Regions from separate parts of the Mus musculus genome. Here regions 2, 3 and 4 are each linked to region 1. Evidence: chromatin contacts called from public Hi-C and HiChIP or PLAC-seq data. All regions are on one chromosome and are shown on one strand. The core of a region is the stretch at or near the end of the contact, and the rest is flanking DNA. Distances in the headings are between cores, read along the strand shown. Region 1 overlaps 4932412D23Rik (RIKEN cDNA 4932412D23 gene). Region 2 has its middle 35 kb from the start of Tigit. Region 3 overlaps Zbtb20 (zinc finger and BTB domain containing 20). Region 4 overlaps Gap43 (growth associated protein 43).

The links. A called contact is a pair of places that touch in the nucleus more often than the background predicts. HiChIP or PLAC-seq counts read pairs in DNA pulled down with a chosen protein or histone mark.
Region 2: a contact with region 1 is called in a Hi-C map of the N1E-115 cell line, with 5 times the contacts expected there. The contact joins two enhancer-like sites. A contact is called at or near these places in 1 of 484 Hi-C or Micro-C datasets (the N1E-115 cell line), 3 of 115 datasets of contacts at active chromatin or transcription factors (cardiomyocytes, embryonic stem cells and extraembryonic endoderm stem cells) and 1 of 9 other capture datasets (embryonic trunk).
Region 3: an H3K27ac HiChIP or PLAC-seq map of extraembryonic endoderm stem cells shows a contact between it and region 1. The contact joins two enhancer-like sites. A contact is called at or near these places in 1 of 15 datasets of contacts at CTCF or cohesin (pro-B cells), 6 of 484 Hi-C or Micro-C datasets (the N1E-115 cell line, cerebellum, cortical neurons and 2 more), 5 of 115 datasets of contacts at active chromatin or transcription factors (cardiomyocytes, a colorectal cancer cell line, embryonic stem cells and 2 more) and 2 of 9 other capture datasets (embryonic stem cells and embryonic trunk).
Region 4: a Hi-C map of the N1E-115 cell line shows a contact between it and region 1, with 4 times the contacts expected there. The contact joins two enhancer-like sites. A contact is called at or near these places in 7 of 484 Hi-C or Micro-C datasets (the N1E-115 cell line, cerebellum, cortical neurons and 3 more), 8 of 115 datasets of contacts at active chromatin or transcription factors (embryonic basal ganglia, embryonic stem cells, extraembryonic endoderm stem cells and 2 more) and 1 of 9 other capture datasets (embryonic tail).

Annotation. Positions count from the first base shown.
Region 1 is chr16:42,779,484-42,784,380 of GRCm38.p6, forward strand. The region is part of intron 1 of 4932412D23Rik (RIKEN cDNA 4932412D23 gene); the gene reads right to left. Among named protein-coding and RNA genes, the nearest start is that of 4932412D23Rik, 94 kb to the right of the region's middle. Within about 2 kb of position 2,903, at least 134 of the 459 cell types and tissues checked have an H3K27ac peak or open chromatin away from gene starts, as enhancers often do. A contact at or near this core is called in the N1E-115 cell line, cerebellum, a colorectal cancer cell line and 5 more, where this site is marked.
Region 2 is chr16:43,696,557-43,701,453 of GRCm38.p6, forward strand. No RefSeq gene overlaps it. Among named protein-coding and RNA genes, the nearest start is that of Tigit, 35 kb to the left of the region's middle. Within about 2 kb of position 2,570, at least 124 of the 459 cell types and tissues checked have an H3K27ac peak or open chromatin away from gene starts, as enhancers often do. A contact at or near this core is called in the N1E-115 cell line, where this site is marked.
Region 3 is chr16:43,571,304-43,576,200 of GRCm38.p6, forward strand. It overlaps Zbtb20 (zinc finger and BTB domain containing 20), which reads left to right. Exons shown (of 11, transcript NM_001285805.1): 7 at 431-488. Among named protein-coding and RNA genes, the nearest start is that of Mir568, 67 kb to the right of the region's middle. Within about 2 kb of position 2,833, at least 195 of the 459 cell types and tissues checked have an H3K27ac peak or open chromatin away from gene starts, as enhancers often do. A contact at or near this core is called in the N1E-115 cell line, cerebellum, a colorectal cancer cell line and 4 more, where this site is marked.
Region 4 is chr16:42,253,274-42,258,170 of GRCm38.p6, forward strand. All of the region lies in intron 2 of Gap43 (growth associated protein 43), which reads right to left. Among named protein-coding and RNA genes, the nearest start is that of Mir6540, 48 kb to the right of the region's middle. Within about 2 kb of position 2,553, at least 37 of the 459 cell types and tissues checked have an H3K27ac peak or open chromatin away from gene starts, as enhancers often do. A contact at or near this core is called in the N1E-115 cell line, cerebellum, cortical neurons and 1 more, where this site is marked.

The DNA of each region.
Region 1 (4,897 bases), core at 1,653-4,152:
TCTGCTGGCAAGGTAGCCCGGGGCTCGAGTCACGAGTCGAGCGGAAGGGACTTGTGCCCCAGATCAGGCCCGGGTAGCCTGCTTCCCTATGTACCGCAGTCTCAAGTTCCGCGCGATTGGATTGGGGCAGGCACTGTGATCCACTCACCAGCGGTCTTAGGGTCCCGTGGGGAGTCCCGTGTGGACCCTTGCGGGTGTTGGGCAAGACTCTGCTGGCAAGGTAGCCCGGGGCTCGAGTCTCGTAGACTCAACTCTTGAAAGAGGAGTCAATAGCAGATACCAGGTCCAATAGTTTGCACCAGATCACTGCGCCTCCACCCAGGGTCCAAGGTGATCCTCCTTGTTTTGATCAGGGTGCTTGGGGTGGAGGACAATTTCTGCTTCTAATGTAATTGGGAGAGAAATGAGGGATGGGTCCAAAAATAACTACAAGAGAGGAATCTATCCTCAGTGCCCTCCAATAATTCCTATCTGGCTATCTAGCATTACCCTCTCAAAAGTTAAGGCTCAGGAATCATTTAAGAGATGGGTTATACTGGGGAGTAGATGTAGCTATTTCCACTATTGAAATCCGGAGACCCAGCTCCAAAATTACTCACCAGAAGGGACTAGCGCCAATACTGGGGTTTGGCCTTACTCAGTAAAGCTTCCAGGCAGGAGTGATGCATTGCGGAGAAGAGAGAGATAACAAGAAACCAGAGATTCCTTCTGGCATTCCTGGCCTCTAGCCAGCATAAGAGGACAAATCTAGCTTCTGGCTGAGGACAAGAATGGAGATACTGCCTTCAGGGTCCCACTCCCTAAAATTCCCTATCTCCCATTCTTATCACTCTTGCAATGATCTACTGGTCTAAGTTTATTATGTTTCCTGAGAACCTAGGAAAACACATTGTAAATAACTAGGAAGAAAACTAATTCCACATATATCTTATAATATGCATAGGCCAAAGTTTTCCTCATTGTGAAATAAGGCAGTTAGATTAAATGACCTCCAAGACCTTGTCCAGGGAGGGTTGCCCAGCTGTACCAGCTCGCCTGATATTGTCCTCATTTTACAACCACAGTGTTTACATCCTGGAGAGATTTTTCAGACCTTACCATCCCAAGATAGGATGGTTTATATTAAATTTCAAATTCTGGGACAAATGGCTGAAGTGCCTATTTAACATATCAAAGCAAATGTGGCATCCATGTTCTCCCAGCGTTCTTCAGCCCCTACCTGCTACAAGTTCTTCCTCGTTTGCATCTCTGCCCCCTACCCTGAACTCTCTAGCCCAGGGGGCTGGATTGCTCCCCCCTATATGATCCAGCCATTTTGGTTACCCACACTTTTTGTATCTTTGCCCTATAGGTTGCTGCAACTGGTTCCCTCTCTCTCCTCTCCCTTCTCCTCCCTCCCATACTCCGATGGCTCAGGGTCATGTCCACTCGGGATTCTCCCAGATGTCTCTGAGTCTGGCTAAGCTCCCCCTTTCATCTACAATGACATCCCTCCTCCCCCATATCGAGGAGCAGTTCTGTCTTTTCCTTTTTATTTCTTTTTTTTTTTTTTTTTTCTAAAAAGGAAAGTCTAAAGCATCACTTGATGAACACATTTGAAATCACTGTTTGGTTTAAGTAGAAGTGGTTTCCAAACCCTGATGCTTAATTTCAAAAGAAATGAAAATATTTTTTGTCTTATTTCTCAAATGAGCTTGAAATTTTATATATTGTAGCGTTTACGTGACTAGTGCTGAAAGAGTTAAAAGTCGGAGGTTTTTTTTTTATCGCCCTCTGTGAAGTCCCTGGATAGGATCTACTTCTGACCTCAGCTGTGGCATGTGACAAGTGCTTTGTAGCTTCACATCACAGCTGCATGAGGTCACTGGCAATCCTTTCAGGAGCTGATCCCGCAGCCTCATTTCCTTGACAGAGTAAAGCATTTTACTAGATCTAAGATTAGGCGTATTTGTAACTGGTACGCAAATTATCAGTTATTATTTGGTATTCACGTTACTGCCATGGTTTCTGTGATTCATCCAATGCAGTCTGTGTAAAAAGCAATGACCTCATTCTTTGCTGGATCTAAAATCAGTCATGGTCACTAAAGCCCCTTGTTCTACACAAAAGAAAGAAATCAGATGACCTTTGCTCTGACCCTTGACTTGATATTTACAAAAGCTAATTATGGGGAGGGCCAACTCTCTTTTATCATTCAAGGACATTTGGCTAAGGTCTACTCCTTAAATAAAAAACAAAATGTCATTCAGAGGGCTATTTAAGGCTGTATACAGTATAAGGAAATCTACTCTGATGTTAATTTGGCGTTTTTGGCCATCAACATTGATTTTCTCAAAGTCAATCACGTAAAACATGGGAGGGGTTATATGTCTCTCATTAAAATCAAAGTGGCTCACTAACAAAAGGGAGTTGGTTATCTGGAGGTCTGGCAGTTGGAGGTCAGAGAGACACGTGGTCTGATAGCTTCAGCTAAACCTCTCTCAGTTTTCACTACCACGCCCCTGCCCCTGCTTCTGCTGGAAAAGAACTACCAGGCACTATGCATTGCTTTAACTCTAAGGGCTCTAAGGGTTACTTGGTTGATAAGGAGACCACCCCTAAAACAGAAGGCAGCCACTAATCCCCAGTGGGATTATTTAGTTACCTTTATTATAATAACAATGCTTACAAATACAGGTTTAAGGTAAACAAACATTCAGAAGAAAGAAAAAGAAAGAAAGCATCAGATAGTTAGAACAATGGGAGACACACAGTCCTTTTTTTCCCGGGGCTTCCCCTTGGCTGGCCTTTTCTTTGGGGAAAAGTAGAAGTCTGAATTCTTTTGTTCATTTCAGCCACCGCCCTTTTGCAATCTGAGTCTGAGCAAGGCTGCCACGCCCAGGAAAGGGACAAAGGCAGAGAAAGGGGATCTCTGGGCACTGACACAGCTCCACTTACTTAAACAGGACTCATTTGTTGGTCTCAGTAACATAGCTGTACACATCAGTTACCATCTCTATAAACAAACAATTAAAACAGGGGCATAAAATATATGCATGCTCTGAAATTCTATCTGATTAAAGTATTCTTTTCCTAGAAAGACAGGCAGCCAGAGTTCTACTCGTTTCAGAAAAAGGATGAATGCTGCCCCCTCTTGACTAAGTGCTGGATACGCTGAACAGCCATAAACTCTAATGGCTAGCCAGTGGGAATAAAGATCCTACTTTTGTACAGAGAATTTTAATGAAATCTTAGAAGCTGGAAGGTTAGAGGAAGCTCAAAGTTTATCTCAATGGGACTTTTATAGGTTTCTGGGAGATGGGTCATGCTTTATCGATGCGCCTGCATCTTCTCAGCTGTTTCTGTTTTGTAGATTCTTAATTTTGCCTGGAATAATCATTTGAGTTTAGTGCTCTGTTTCCCCGATAAGACTGATAGACTCCTTGAGAATATGAGCCACTGCCACCCCTCCTCCTCCTCCTCCTCCTCCTCCTCCTCCTCCTTTACTTGCCTTCATAACTATCAGAATACCTTCAAAGATTCATGCATAGTGGGTATTCAACAATACATAAGCAATCTCTAGCTGGCGTCACTATAGTTTATGGCTATGAACAATTGGTTCTCTCTGAACTCATAAATTCAGCTTGGGTTTCAAGTCAAGAAATTTTGTTTTGTTTTGTTTTATGTTTTGTTTTGTTTTTGTTTTTTGTTTTGGTTCTCGAGACAGGGTTTCTCTGTGTAGCCTTGGCTGTCCTGGAACTCACTTTGTAGACCAGGCTGGGATTAATGAGATGAGATTAACTCAGAAATCTGCCTGCCGCTGCCTCCCAAGTGCTGGGATTAAAGGCGTGAGCCAATGTCAAGAAATTCAAATAAGTGCTGTCATTCCTTAATCTTAGAATCATTTAAACTTGGAAGCATACTCGGTTTGCTTATAGGCACCAAGCACTAAAATACATGTTATAGACAAAAAAATACTTTTAAAAATAAAAATTAGGCCAGGCGTGGTGGCGCACGCCTTTAATCCCAGCACTCAGGAGGCAGAGGCAGGCGGATTTCTGAGTTCGAGGCCAGCCTGGTCTACAAAGTGAGCTCCAGGACAGCCAGGGCTATACAGAGAAACCCTGTCTTGAAAAACCAAAATAAATAAATAAAATAAATAAATAAATAAATAAATAAATAAAAATTAAAAAGTACAGGAAAAAAAAACCCTAGTCATGTTACACACAGGTGTAATGTTGAATGTAAGAAAACTGACTTAAGACAAAAAACAAACCACACACACACACACACACACACACACACACACACACACACACACCTGCATGCTGCATGCTCCCTTGCTCTAGAGCCTCCAAACAGTGAAGTAACACACACACAGTGCTAGGAGCCTCTTTGGAAGAGCACTGGCTAGAAGGGAGCACACAAATTGCTTCTAGAATGTTACTAACATTTTTGATATTATTACTATTGAATCAGAGGCACAGCCGCATCCACTATGAGGCATCTCATTAAGCTCTATGCTTATGATATGTGCACTTGTGTACATTATGCTTCATTAAAAACACTTACATGATATTTTTCTCAGACCCCAAGAAACAGATTTGCATATTAGCTAAGACACATTCTCTCCATTGTAGGTACCTCTGCTTTAATTAATGAAGCTAATCAAACTCTCTTAGCTATCGATCAGACAGCAAGACATCTTCAATATGTGGAAATTTTCTAGCAGGATATCTGTACATCGGTTTCCAGTTTCTATGGCAACTACCAGGCAACTACTCTCCTTGAAAAAGAACATGTTCTTCTTCCTGCCCCTCTCAGGCCGCTGATATATTAACACTCAAACAATAAAGTTATTTCATGCATGCAAGCCTGCTTTGTGGAGTAAGGTGGGTACTTTCACAGTAAAATTCCA
Region 2 (4,897 bases), core at 1,320-3,819, 920 kb after region 1:
CGTAGCTATGCTCAAGTTTCTAATATCTGATGTATGAGTGGTTTTGCCTGTCTGCATGTCTGTGCACCGTGGCTGTGCCTGGTGCCTGCAAAGACCAAAAGAGTATGTCAGATCCCTTGGAACTGGAGGTACAGACAGTTGTTAGCTACCACGTGGGTGCTGGGATTCGACTGTGGGTCGCCTGGAAGAGCAGTCAGTACTCTCTCCAGCTCCCACTGAGCTCTTTACAGTTCTGATTGTGGTTCTTGATTCTCCCTCACTTACTCTGTGACTTTCATTGTGTGCTGCTCATTGGAATGAGGTTCCAGAAATTCCTTGAGACCTGGGATCAATGCCCCTGCCTTCGGGGAAAATTGGTGCCTGCTTTAACCAGGCACCTAGAGGCACTACCCAACCCAGAATAACTTCAGTACCCATCTTGGGATTTCTCAGCTTATATTAGTTGTGGGAACGCTAGCCTTAATTCCAATGAGAGCAACTCCCTGTTATAAAGTTCTCAGGAGAAATTTAGCTTTCGCCGAATCTCCAGGGTAAAAGGGACACTGGGATCCCTTCTGGGGGAACCTTTCTCTGTCTCCTTTTTCTACCAAACAGATGTACCTACTTTAGGCAGCTCAGCCATTCCTCACCTTGCTCAGAACTCATGGCTACCTCCTTCCTCCTCCCTTCTCCCGAATAAACCTTTCTCTTCATTTTTGGCCTTAAGAATTTCTTGATAATAAAACTGTGCAGTTTTTTCTTGGTGGTGGTTTATTCTGTGTCTTTTGTGTGTGTGTGTGTGTGTGTGTGTGTGTGTGTGTGTGTGTGTGTGTTTGTTTAAGACAGGATTTCGCTGTGTAGCCATGGCTGTCCTGAAACTTGGTAGACTAGGCTGGCCTCCAACTCTAAGGGCTGCTTCCCTACTGCTGGGATTAAAGATGTGCACAACTAGGATTGTTATGCCTGGCACAATAATCGTTTCATAATGGAAAGCTGGGGAGATATTTTAAATTTACTTTAGTCCACATTTTGTTGAGACTGGTGACAATTTTGAGTCCCATTAGCCTGTAGATTGCCATTTGAAAACCTCTAATCCGGATTGCTAAGACTCTATAAAGCCATAAAGGACGGGGCATAACTTGAACCTTATCTCCCTGGGAAAGCATTTGTTGTCTTAGCCTCCACTTATCTATAGAAACAACACATGGCCTATATGGACATTCTGGGAGCTTATAGGCATATTCAACTGTAGTTATTAGCTTCTTGCTTTCATCCTCTCTGAGAAATACTCCCAAATGAGAAATATCCATGTTAGGGCTAGAGAGATGACACCTCAGTGACTGAGGGCCTGAGGTCACTTCCCAGAGCCCACAGCAAGTCATCCACATTGCCAGTGACTCAGCTTCAGGTCTACCTGACTCACTCTTCTGGCTTCTTTCGGTACCCACAGCATGTGTGGCATTTACCACACAGTCACACATAACCAGAAATAAAATAAATATTAAAATCCAAGCCCATCTTTCTTCGAGTTGCTGTTGTCGTGTATGTTGTTACAGTGACGAGACACGTAATTGATACGGCTTTCCAACTAGAATCTGTGACAAGTGACAGCATTGAGCGTTTTCACTAAACCAAGCTCTGTGTCAATGGTTTTGTATTTACTACCTCACTGAACTCTAAAGGAAGCCTAACAAGCCAGATGCCATTGTATCCCAGTTTTCTAGGTGGCAATTCTGTGGATTGAGAGGTGAGACAACTTGACTGAGTTGTTTCAAACCCTGTGCTCAAACTCTTTCAATGTTTGCCACGGGTAGTATGTCAACACAGCCACACTGTGCTACAAATTTTGCTTAAAAAAAAAAAAAAAAAGTCCAGGGGACTGGAGAGATGGCCTAGCGGTTAAGAGCATTCACTGCTCTTCCAGAGGTCCTGGGTTCAATTCCCAGCAACCACATGGGGGCTCACTACCATCAGTAAGGGAACTGATGCCCTCTTCTGGTGTGTCTGAAGACAGTTACAGTGTACTCACATACATAAACTAAATAAATCTTTTAAAAAATCCAATCACTTCCCCCACTGGAATGTAAGTTGGAAAGATAAATATGAGAGAGAGAGAGAGAGAGAGAGAGAGAGAGAGAGATCTAAAAGTATAGAACTGGAAGTGACAAGAACGTAGGGAGAAACAAGACAGCTTCCTTCCCACACATCTGCTCCTTCAGAGTCTTAGCTCTGCCCAACTCTTTATTTACCACCACCACCACCTTGTGTCTGATTTTTAAAATCATTTTTCTCACCTCCACTGCTACTGCACAGTCCCTAACCTACCTCCCTAAATCCACTATTTTGTATTCCCACCCCCACACCTCAACCTACGGATCCTTCGAGGAAGATGCAAACAGAGCATTGGCTATTTTAAAACGCCACAATTTTAAAAAGCACTCATCTCTTTATATCTACTGCTTGCCACAAATCCTTTCCAGCCCCGCCCTCTTCCACTTGACGGAAAGGCAGAAGTCTATGGTGGAGCCCACAGGAACCTTCTGGTCCCGCCCCCACACCTTGTCCCGCCCCCAAGGCTGTCTCTCCTGCTAGCCTGTGGTTTGTGGGTTTGAGCTGTCGGGTTGGTATGTACCCTGTGTTCTCTGCCTGGCCTGTCTTTACTGACCTCTGCCTAGGGGACTTCATCATCTCTTCCAGTTTTGTTGTTTTGTTTTGTTTTGTTTTGTTTGTTGTTGTTTCTTGAGATGGGCCGACCTCAAACCTGTGCTCCTCCTGCCTTGTTAGGGCTGGGATTACAGTCCCATGCCACCATGGCTGGTGGAGTCTCACTATCTTTGTAGGCTGCCACCATCACGTAAGCTCTGGAGAGCGTGTGCCTGATACAGGAAAGGGTTCAGTAGATTTGGTTAAGGGAATAAAGTCACAAAAGCACAGTGATCCTTATACCAGGTCTGTTGACCTCTGGTTTTACCTCATTCTACTGAATAACAAAGATGGGATTTCCCCCTCTGCCTCTGACGTGAATGAGTTACAAGCTGGGGCATATCAGATTCTCTAATACCCCACGCTATGCTGGACATACAGGAGGTGCTCGAGAATTCTAGAATTCTGAATAAGTATTTGACCATGAGACATAAACATGTCTCCTGCTAAATTCCAGAGCTCCTCTGACTAAATCTCCAGCCAATAAACAGAGCTCTGCTACAGGAGGAGCAAGGACTGCCCAAGGTCTACTGCAGCAACAAGGAATTCATCACATAAAAACTGCATCATTTGGCTGGGCGTGGTGGCGCACACCTTTAATCCCAGCACTCGGGAAGTAGAGGCAGGTGGATCTCTGAATTCAAGGCCAGCCTGGTCTAAAGAGTGAGTTCCAGGACAGCTGGGGCTACACTGTCTCGAAAACCAAACAAAGCAAAAAAAAAAAAAAAAAAAAATCTACACAGCCTCATACTTTCTATAGATACTGTTAAAATTCTCTAAAGGGGAATAAATCGTTGCATATGCTCTCAAAGCCCTTTCTCTAGTGACAATTATTTTTTTCTGGGGCTTAAAATTGAACATATCTCAATGGTGTTGACTAAGGTCTAATTATAATGAGAGTTCTGAAATCCTAAATGAAATTATTTGACCATATCAAATTCATGCTTGACTGTGTCTTCTCTTGAAGATTGGCGTTCCCAGATCTCCAGTTACATCCAACTTGCTGCTCATAGCAAACGAGTAAGTGTGTAGCACACGCTGTCAGAACAGCAAACTCGGACACCTGTGTGCCAGTTTGCTTCTGGCCTTCCATTTCAGCTGCTAGCTCTAAACGAATTATCCCAACCGCGACCCCCACCCCTTCACACACACACACACACACACACACACACACACACACACACACACCATTGCCCGATAGTACACTCTGTCATTACAACACCTCAGACATGTTTCTACACAGTGAAAAGGCAATGGCTGCTCAGAACGCCACAGTTGGAAGAGCGTTTTCATGTATTTAAGTCACCCGAGTCTCACGGCAGCCCTGTGTCTTCAACAGGGCTGCGGCCTTAGTGAGGAGCAGAGGAAACACACAACTCAGAAACCTAAGCTGTTTGCTTTGCCAGGTAGCAAGTAGCTAAGAACATCGGGAGTCCTGCTCAGGCCCTCTGGCTAGAAGCCCACACATTTCCCACAGCTCCTCTGCAAAATGAGCTGAAGTACAGCGGCTCCTCCTGGTGTCCCCACCGCTTTTATGTTAGCTGTAACTTATTTGGTGACTCATCCTTTGACATCCGCCAGAATCCAAGTCCCCAATGCGCCAGTTTAGAGGTTCCTGGGCCTCTTATTTGGAGATGGAGTCACTGATTTGAAACGCCATTGGTTTTGTTTTATCGTATTTTGTCATTATTCACTAGATGCCTCTTTTCTAACAGAAAGGGTGTGGATTCCAATGGGAGGGGAAGTGGGGAGGAGTTAGGAGCTGGGAGGAGCTAAGGGAGGGGAAACTGTAATCGGAATTTACCGTATGGAAGAAAATTATTTTCAGTAAAAGAAAAACAGAGACAAAATGCCAGGAGCTCTGTTGAGCTGAGCTGAGGCCCTGCAATGGATAGTTAGCGACACTCACTAGGTAGCTGATGGGCCCCCACAGGCCAAGCTCAAAGCTCTTGGATTCAGATTTATACTTCAGTGAAGTTGAAACCATTCACCGCATTCAGACAAGCCGTAGATCTACTACACAGTTAAGAAGACTGCACCTCCGGCTACACAGATCAAAGTCATTTGGGCCATAGTTAATAAAACACACAGATTCCTGGTCTCTGAGGTACAGCTCCCGAATCCAAGGTCTCAACAATGTGAGGGGGCTAGGACCCAGTCCGCTTGAACCCCACAGTCTTCCCAGCCATGGCCTTCCCAGCAAGTGCCTGACAGG
Region 3 (4,897 bases), core at 1,583-4,082, 790 kb after region 1:
CAAAAGACATAATTCCTAAGGTGGGAAGGATATAAACATGAACTTTGAAGCAGTGTGTCCTTCCTGGGGCTGCGTGTGCTCTGTACCTGTTCTCGCCATTTGTGAGGTAATGATGAAGCAGTGCTGATTTGAACACATTACCTGTACACATGCGCAGGGCTGCCTGCTGACACTCACTGTTGTGATAATTAAATGAGATGGTGTATATATAGGGTCTGGCACGGCAGAGATGAGTATGTCTACTCAATCCACTGAGATGTACTGAGCGCTCAGTGGGTGTCACTATTCTGGGCACCGCGAAGTGTAGCAAAGAACACAAACAAAGCCTCACTTATTCAGTTTGCCGGCTCTATAAATGGCAAACAGACAAAATAGGTTCATGGAAGCTAACAGAGGACTGATCTGATTTTATTTTGCTTTTTCCTTCCAGAAAGTATAATTGAGAGGAACAGGGTGAAGGAAATGCAAATGCGAAAGGGAAGCAGTAGGTACGCTGACGAATCTTGCCACCCCATCTCCCATTCCCTGTCCTAATGCATGACCCAGCGACCTCTCGGGACTCCAGAGCCCATGCTCTCCAAGTCAGACTGTAAGACCCCACCCTAGGGCCATCCTGCTCCTTCAGAGAAGGTACCGCTCTTGCCTTCCAGTTTAACTGATTCAAAGATGAGATCAACAACTCTTCGTTGTCTCTCTCCCGTGTCTTCACCATGCTTTGAGCATCCCTTAGTCTCACCCACACCTCAGACATGGTCCCCTCCATTCAACTCCCTTCAGTTAAAACCTTTATATGTGCCATTTATTTCCTGCCAGGATCCTGACTATTGTGAGGGAGGAAAGACACTGAAAAAATATTTCAAATCAGCCCTGCCAAGAAGAAAGGGGGGAAAGATTGAGATAATAAAATGTTTTAATCATGAAAACATTTTAAACTAATGTTAGAATACTGGGCCATGTCTTGAAAGGCTGAATGGTAAGAAGGCGCGATAACCCAGAGTCCCGTAGGTGGTGTCCATGAATAGCCACAGTGTTGTTCAGGCTCATGGCCCGCCGCAGCTTGCTTGACCCTCAGCTCCAAGGGACTGTCCACACAGCTACAGCAATGACAGGCATGTGAACAGAAGGGGGCAGTTAACATTCCTTCTCCATTGATGGCAGTTAGCCCCTGAACCAGATATTCAAAATACTGCTAAGATGAAGATCTTACTTATATAGCTAACATGAACACCACAGGACTAATATTTTTCAAAAAGCCCCATTCTCCAGCACTTGGTTCTGGACCAGCACTGTGCTAAACACAACCTGGCTCGTCTCCTTTATTCTTAATCACAGCCCATAGCTGGAAGGCATTGCTGTTCCCATTTTACAGATAGGGAAGATAAGGCCTCAAAGATGCAAAATAACCTGCCTCGGGCACAAGGCTGCTAGCTAGTGGAGCTCAGTTTTCCTAAATTCCCCTCCCTAGGTGGGAGTGTCGGTGGCTTTTTCCTTCGTCCCTCTCCGTCTGTCCGCAGACACTCTACAGTTAAACAGCAGAGTAAGTAAGGAAATGGTTCCGACTCCAGAAAGGCCAAGAAAGGCATCACTGATCTCAATTATCTTGATCCCGCGACTGCGTAATTATTTATCAAAGGGAGGTTCTGACTAATTCTTTCCTCTCCAGCCAGGCTGATTAGTGGAAAGCATAATCTGCAGCAGAGGGTGGGAGCCCAGTGGAAGGAGAGAATTGGAGGAGAGAGGGAGAAAGATGGAAGAGAGCACTCGCCTCTCAACAGACCCTGGAGACTGATAAGAGCTCGCATGGATAAAATATTTATTTTTCCATATGTTGCAGAAAGCACTTCTGCCACTGTATGTGTGCAATATGTGCGAAGGAGTGTGAACTGTATACATCCAACACCACCGATCTGCCTTGTTCCCGTGCATTTAACAGGCTTAATACCTAACAGCGCATCCATATGTTTTAATGCATATTTCTCTGCAAAAACAATATGGTCTAGTTTGGGACGAGCCAGCAGCCTCCACAGCCTCACTCACTGCTATGTTTCAGCCCTCAACTTACTGCCGGGGCCAGCACAGGGAGAGTTAAAGACCAGAAGGTTCTGCCGGCCAGCTCAGCTGCCCTTCACCTTAAACGCCTTCCTGGTTCTTAAAGCAGCCTTTTTCTCATAACAAAAATGTTCACAGTGGGGAGATGAAAATGTTTTTGTTCTTTGGACAATTGGGACATGTTCAGTCAGAATGTCAGAACTGACCGTTGAAAGGCGGGTGCCTGCGGCCACACTTCTCTCTCTCTCTCTCTCTCTCTCTCTCTCTCTCTCTCTCTCTCTCTCTCTCTTTGAATGCAGAGCTGCACCAGTGTGGCGGGAGGAAGTGCACAATGATTGGCCTGTTTTTCTGTAGAAGTGTTCAGGGTACACCCAGTTTTGCTTTGCATATATTTGCGAAACATCTGCCCTTTTCTTGTTCTGAAGTCTCTCTCCCTCACGGCCCCTTTCTCCTCTCCCCCGGGTTTTTTCTTTGTTGTTGTTGTTGGCTTCTCTGACTTCTACGTAGAAGTTTTCATTTTCTGGTTGAGGGACAACCTCATCAGAGTGTATAGTTGAGAGAGAGAGAGAGAGAGAGAGAGAGAGAGAGAGAGAGAGAGAGAGACAGAGAGAGAGAGAGACAGAGAGAGAGACAGAGAGAGAGAGAGACAGAGAGAGAGAGACAGAGAGAGAGACAGAGAGAGAGAGAGAGAGAGAGAGAGAGAGAGAATATGAATATGCACAGCAGGCGGGGAGAGAACAAACTTGAAAGAGACTGAGAGGCCAGGCCAGAGAGAGCTTGGCACACCAGCCTTTGGCATGGTGACCAGGAGGAAGGTTCTGGTAGTTTAGGCTCTAAAATACTGCCTGGAGTCAGCCAGTGTGCTGCTGCCCTCTACAGGCGCCAGGGGATAGTGCAAACTACTTAGACTTGTACAGACATGTCCTCAGATGTGCCATGTTTATACAATCCCCTTTATGCAACCAAAGAAGGCATTTTCAGTTAATTACAAGAGAGTTTGCTCTTTCCTCCTTAATAAACCACAAACTGAAAAAAAAATTGGTCATAGAACAGCACCTGTGCATGTCAGACAGACTGCTGTTTTGTGTTAACGCTTCTTGGCTTCAGAAAAAGGAATCCCAGAGAATTATAAAAGAGGTTGGAATGGGAGAGGAAGTGCTCCAACGGACAGTGTGCAGGGCTCTGGTCTGTGACGTTGGAGCACTGCCGTGGTAAGAGGAGAAGTGAACTGGCAGGAAGCAAGGAAGGGAAGGGGCCAGGCAGGTTGGGTTTGAATGTGTTCTACTCGCTGAGGTGGCTACAATGTCCCTGGGCCATGGACAGCCACCAAAGGTGGTCCTGGACATAGGTGGGGCACAGAAAATCAGGCATGCATCAAACTCTAATTCAGGACAAGAAGTAAGGGCATAAGCCGTGCAATTTCTCCAGAGTTAGACCTCATGGGTGGCTTGGCAGTACACTGGTGCAAGAGTGTGCTCTTAATTCCATGAACCACATGTCAAAAGCTAGCTGAGGCCTTGTCTGTAAACATAGAGACCATTTTTTTTTCTGCTACATAATGATGGCCATTGGTGTTTTGTCCCTATATTTAGGTGACTTACAAGGACCAGCCACTCTTACTAAAGACTCTTCTTGTAATCAATGAAAAAGCAACCAATCCAGGTTGATTCCCCTGCCGCATAAAATGAGGAAGCTTAATTGAGATTCAAACTAGGACTGGTCTCCAAGTATATTTAAATTTCAGCTCTATTTAATTCTGTCAGCAAACAGTTCGCAAGTGGCTGCTGTGTATATGGTTCACAGTATGGAATTATGGAATAGGCAGTAACCCCAGGAGGACAGGACCAAGATTGCTCAGCCTCTGTGGCACATCACAGCCACTTAGTCTCTGTACCGAGAGTGTGGATGGGGGAGTGGGGGAGGGGAGCAGAAAGGCGGAGTAAAGAAAGGGATGAACACCAGAAATGGGACAACTGCTAAGACACTCCCCTTCCACAGAAAGCCCATTCTCTCTGAGAGCCAATAGCACGGAACTGTTAGTGAAATAAAGAGTTAGTGAGTAAGGCAGGAATCCTGCAACCACTGAGGGATCTCAGAGTGATGCAGAGAGGAGCCATCCTGTCTGAAAGAGGGGAGTCACAGCAGTCTAGCATAGAGACGGCATTTAATAAGTGTGAAGGAAGGTTCCTCTCATTTCATCGGCAGAGATGAGAAAAGGCAGTTCAAAGCAAGGACAGTAATGAGTAAAGGTAAAGAGCCAAGAGTGTACATTCCAGACCCCTGGGAATGATAAACGCACACCAAGGCAGCCAATACACATGGCCCATGAGATAAGGTAGGGCAGATAAGGAACTGTCCTCAGATTCCAGGCTGCCACGGTGCTGCGGGATCGAGTGACTGGAAAGCAGCAGAGCTAGGGTCTTGGAGGAAGGAGAATAAGTCAGCAGCGCAGTAGGGAAAGCATTGAGGCTGCCGTCTGCAGAGGGAGCAGGCTGGTGAAGACAGCTGGGCAAGCTGGCCACGGGGCAAGAGAAAAGTGAGCAAGGGGCTTCCAGCCGATGGCAGGCCCCAGTGGCAGAAACAGGCCCCTCAGAGGAAACACTGCTTCTCCAGGGGAAACAGACAGTGGGAGGGGGCAGTTAGACAGGGAAGACTTTGATTTTTAATCCTTTCTGAATCTGAAAGACCAGAAGAGCAGATCCTTGGGGGTCCTGATAGGCACAGGATTTGAGGGTTAGCCCCAGACCCCCATCAGCAATGAATAAGGCACTGCGGCTTGTTTCTGTTATGTTGGCTTTCTCCACACTGAGAAATATATCTGAAAGCCCCCAACTCCATCCTCATCTTT
Region 4 (4,897 bases), core at 1,303-3,802, 530 kb before region 1:
TCTTGATATTGCGTCCTTTGTTCTCAGCTTACCTGAACCAAGATGGATGGATTCAATGGGAACTGTGACATGACATAGATATTCAGTCTCAGTGCCAATAAAATCTAGACATTGGACTTGCAAACATCTCAAAATGGTGGGGAGAACCCCGATTAGTGCTTCATAATATGAAAGCCAGCCTTGGCACATTCTGGTGCTAATTATGTAATTGGTAAATGCTAGAGATGAGTTAATATGTAATCTTTGGCATTTTGGAAAAAAAAAACCCACTTCGATCATGGTGGGAAGTGTGAAAGACATGAATGGCTGAGGCCAGCTGGTCACTCCAATTACCACAATCCAATTAGCATAAATAACTACATCCCTCATGTAGAGCATCATCCTCCCTCTGTGACAATTGTTACTTAAGAGCCTGAAGAAGTTAAAGGACTGAAGTCACATAGTAGGTACCAAGAGACACCAATGATTGGATAACAAAGGAGCAGAGGTAACAGGGCTCAGAGCTAACGAGTGAGTCTGACGTGGAATACTGAAGTAAAGCAGAAGCCATGACAGTTAAAGAGTAGAACACAGTTTTCCTCAGCCATTTGTCTCTGGATGCTACTTTTCATCATATTAAGCACAAAATATAATATTAATATTGATATTTTGTTAAATTTTTGTTTTTTTCCCCTATAATTAGGGAGAAAAATCACAGCGCCTATGGTCTGGGTGTTTGAATTGCCCCAAACTTGTATGTGGAAATCTTGATCGTAGCTGTTGGTATTAAAAGGATTAAGAGGTAGAGCCTTTAGCAGTGATTAGACCATGAGAATGGAGCATTCATGATTTGGCAGAGGGTTCTTTAAAACTGGACCACCAAGCACTCACTATTGATTTCTACCATGTGGAGACACAGAGAATGATAGATCTTTAAGGTCTCAGGCCTTCACTTGACAAAGTGAGCTGGTTGTCAGCCTGATTTTGGATCTACCATATGCCAAAAAAGTGAGAAGTAAATTTCTGTTACTTAAAGGCCATCCAATTTGCAGTATATTTTCTCATATCAGCCAAGTTGAACTACTTTGATAATATATACATGTATGTGTGTGTGTGTGTGTGTGTGTGTGTGTGTGTGTGTGTGTTTTAGAGGGATGTATCATATGACCGGATGATGTCTCTTCAAATTGATTATGATATCAAAATTAGCTCCGCAAATCTGATCCTCTCATGAGGACTGGTGATGCATTTCTGTGGCTTGCATTAAGAACAAGAAAAAATATTCATGTGTTTCTTAAGTATGAGATTGAGAGAATTTTTAAATAAAATATGTCATATTTTTAAGAGTAAACAATTATATCCACAGGAGAAGCTTAAGCTAGGAAGCAAGAAAAACATTGAATTCGGTTTCTCTTTATGCCATAGTCTAAGTAATGTGAGTGCCACCTAGTTATAAAAAGAATATTGAGATACCTTAGACGGATGATTTTAATATTTAACAAATAGTTGTAACTTGCCTATCCAGCAGTTTAGCCTTTGCAAAATCTTGCTCTTTTCAACTTAAAGAACTCTTAGAAATTATCATGCTTGCAGAAAACCTCTTAATTTTATCATTTATTTATGTGTTAACTTAAAAGAGAAAGTCAATATCGTAGACAATAAAGTCATCTATTATTCATGCTTCAAAGCTGAAAGACACTTGAAAAAGAAGGAAAATGTGGTCATCCATTCATTAATGCACCTAATGAAAGAGACTGAGCTGTGTTCTGGTCTATGAGCTAGAAGTAGATTAGCAGTGATTACAATGAAACTCAAACTGAAAATGTCTGTCTTCTGAGACTGTATATGCTAAGCAGTTTCTAGAATGATGTGTTGCTTATGGGGGGAGGACACACACACACACACACACACACACACACAGAGAGAGAGAGAGAGAGAGAGAGAGAGAGAGAGAGAGAGAGAGAGACTTAGAGTTCAACATCATTTTTCTTGAGTCAAATTCTCTTAAATTTGCAAAGTTGAATGTTCTTAAAGAATGTCATATGTTAAAAAACAGGAGACCTTCTTAGTTTCCCACACTTGTCACCCATGACTACCATGCTCTCCCCACACCATTCTTTTCTCAGTGCTCATTTGATATTGGACCCAGAGCTGTGTACATGTTAGTCAAGCCAGGCAAGTGCTCTGCCAATTAGCTACACCCCTAACTGTATGACGACCATCCTTTAAAATGCTCAAAGTCACATTAAAAGAACAATAAATGCGTTAAATATTCCTGGATCCGTTTATACCATGTAATGTTAGTCATAAATGACAAAACTAAGGAAGAGATTTGAGTGAACAATTTCACCATAGTCATTCAAGGTGTACGTCAACCTGACTCTCCTATCCTTGCGGAAGAAGATCCTGGCTTCTGATGGGCGTCATTCATTACCTTGAAAGGGTGAGTGGGAATAGCATGTCTGTGCCTTCCTTCTGTTGGTGAGCAAACACCAGGAACATATGCAGCAGCGGCTGCTTGCGTGCCCAGCCAGGCAGCTCGGTTGCGATGCTGTTAAGAGGGATGGCGGTGTTCCCAGCTGCCGACGCGCACATGCAGCTCTAATGGCCCCGTTTCTTGGCTCTCCTCCAGGTCCCTCCACAGCCCTACATTACTGAAATTAGGTTGAGTGGATTTCCGAGTAAAACATTACCTCTTGGGACCTGCCCAGCTCTCCCCAGTCTTGTCAACATTGATTAAATAGAAGCTGCTATCATCCTGGGGCCATGCCCACAATTACTCTACCAATCACCAATGGGCTGGGCGCACTTCCCTTTTCCTTTTTAGTTTCATCTTTCTTGGATATTAAGCATCCTTACCTCAAAAGCTCAAAGGAAAGCAAGTAGGAGTGCTTAGCAGCATACTCGCGTATGGCCCTTTTGTGATTCAGACCATCTTTTCCTGGAGCTTTACACCAGATGTCAAATTGGAGCCTGGGCTGGCTTTTGGTTTTCCCTGGGATCCATATTTTCCTTTGTCATTCACTTTGTTTCATATTTTAAATATATTAAAATGCCAAGCACATACACATAATTTTTGATGCCAGGATAATGAACTAAATTACACTTCCACCCTTGTCCCTTGTTTTCTGAGCCTTTGAAAGAGAAAATAATCCGTTATGCACTTACATTTTTCAAAGAGTAACAAATAAGAATTTAATTAAGAAGAAATGTCAAAGGCAGCTGCCACGGGGTCTTAGTGATACCCAAAACACACCATTACCATCCTCTCGCCTGCCCTGCGAGTTTCAGGACTAAGCAACTCTACCATTTACCCTGACTCTTCCACCAACTAGTCATTCGCGCTCAGACAAATTAGGTTTCCTTTCTGTGCTTCAGTTTCTGAATCTAGAGATGATAATATGGGCAATTGTGTCTGACCCATCTCATTGCAGGCTATGTGGACGTTATGATATGTACTGTAAACTATAAAGGGGACCACGTGTAGTCTGCTGAGTATTTAACCAACATGAAATTTAATTTCTTTGACTTTACTCTAACTTGTGGGTTTTGTAAATTAACATTCTCCTTCTAAGACAAAAAAAAAATTCAAAGGGAAGAAAAACATCTATTTTTCCCCTCTACCTTTCTAGATAAAATAAGACCCTCCACAATACTTCCACATCTCTGGATGAAAGGATATATGTACTGTGAACAGCATTATATAGAAAAGCAGACACCCAGAAAAGGAACATTATTGATCAAGGGAATTCATTGCTCTAAAAGCTAAAAGGGAATACAGGCTTTCAACCAATAAAAGGAAAGCTGGAGGTTTTGTTTTAAAGGAAAGGTGATCCAAAAAGTCAAGACAAAAGTCAACGTGAGTCAACTTGCACCAGAAACCATTTTTTTTAAAAAGATCTATTTATTTATTTTATGTATATGACTGCTCTATCTGCATGTACATCTGAATGCCAGAAGAGGGCATCAGATTATATTACAGATGGTTGTGAGCCACCATGTGGTTGCTGGGAACTGAACTCAGAACCTTTGGAAGACCAGTCAGTGCTCTTAACCACCTTGCCACCTTGCCAACCCTTTGGAAGCCTCTTAAACTTTATATATACATTTAGTCTACACAATCATCAAAAGATAATGTCCTGCCTCCTCCCAGTACTGACAAATAGAAAGAGCAACAATTACAACTTATATAAGTTGTCTAATAGATACCAATCATCTCTAGCATAGGAGGCAATAAATACACAAAAGTACATTATTAAACTGTATGTCTTCTTGTATATGTGTATATATGTGTGTGTTTATATGTATATGTATGTATGTATGTAAGTATGTATGTATGTATGTATGTATGCAAGGTTCTGTGAACTCAAACCCAGTGTCTAGCAAGCTCTCTACCTGAGCTAGATTCCTAATCAGTCTACCTTATTTCTTATCATGATTAAAATAAAAAAGTCAACTTCTAAGAGTAGAAATTCAAACCCCAAACTTAATAGTATTTTCACAGTAGCATAACTACAAGGGAGACTTATTTTTGCATCTATCCTCCAAGATAAGTTACACACTGAATGGCTAGTCATATATAATTCTATAAAGGTGTTAGCGCTCTATAGTTAGCAATATACCAGAGTGATCTGGAGGCTGGATCTAGTTCTAAGGCGTTAGTTCTGTGAAACATGAGAGGAGGAAGGATGGGGAGTCAGCATACAGATAAGCATTTATGACACTAGGAGCAAAGAAATTTTGTGAATTGTGATATCAGGGACAGAAAGGTAACTAGGATACTGTTTGTCATTCAGTGGCAATCAGATAAAGTTCAGCCTCAGGGCTTCCTGTGTTCCCCTAAGAACTTATCTATACTTCTAAAAGTTAAAGCTCCCATCTGACAAGACAGCTGAAAACATCCAGACTTCATCAGAGG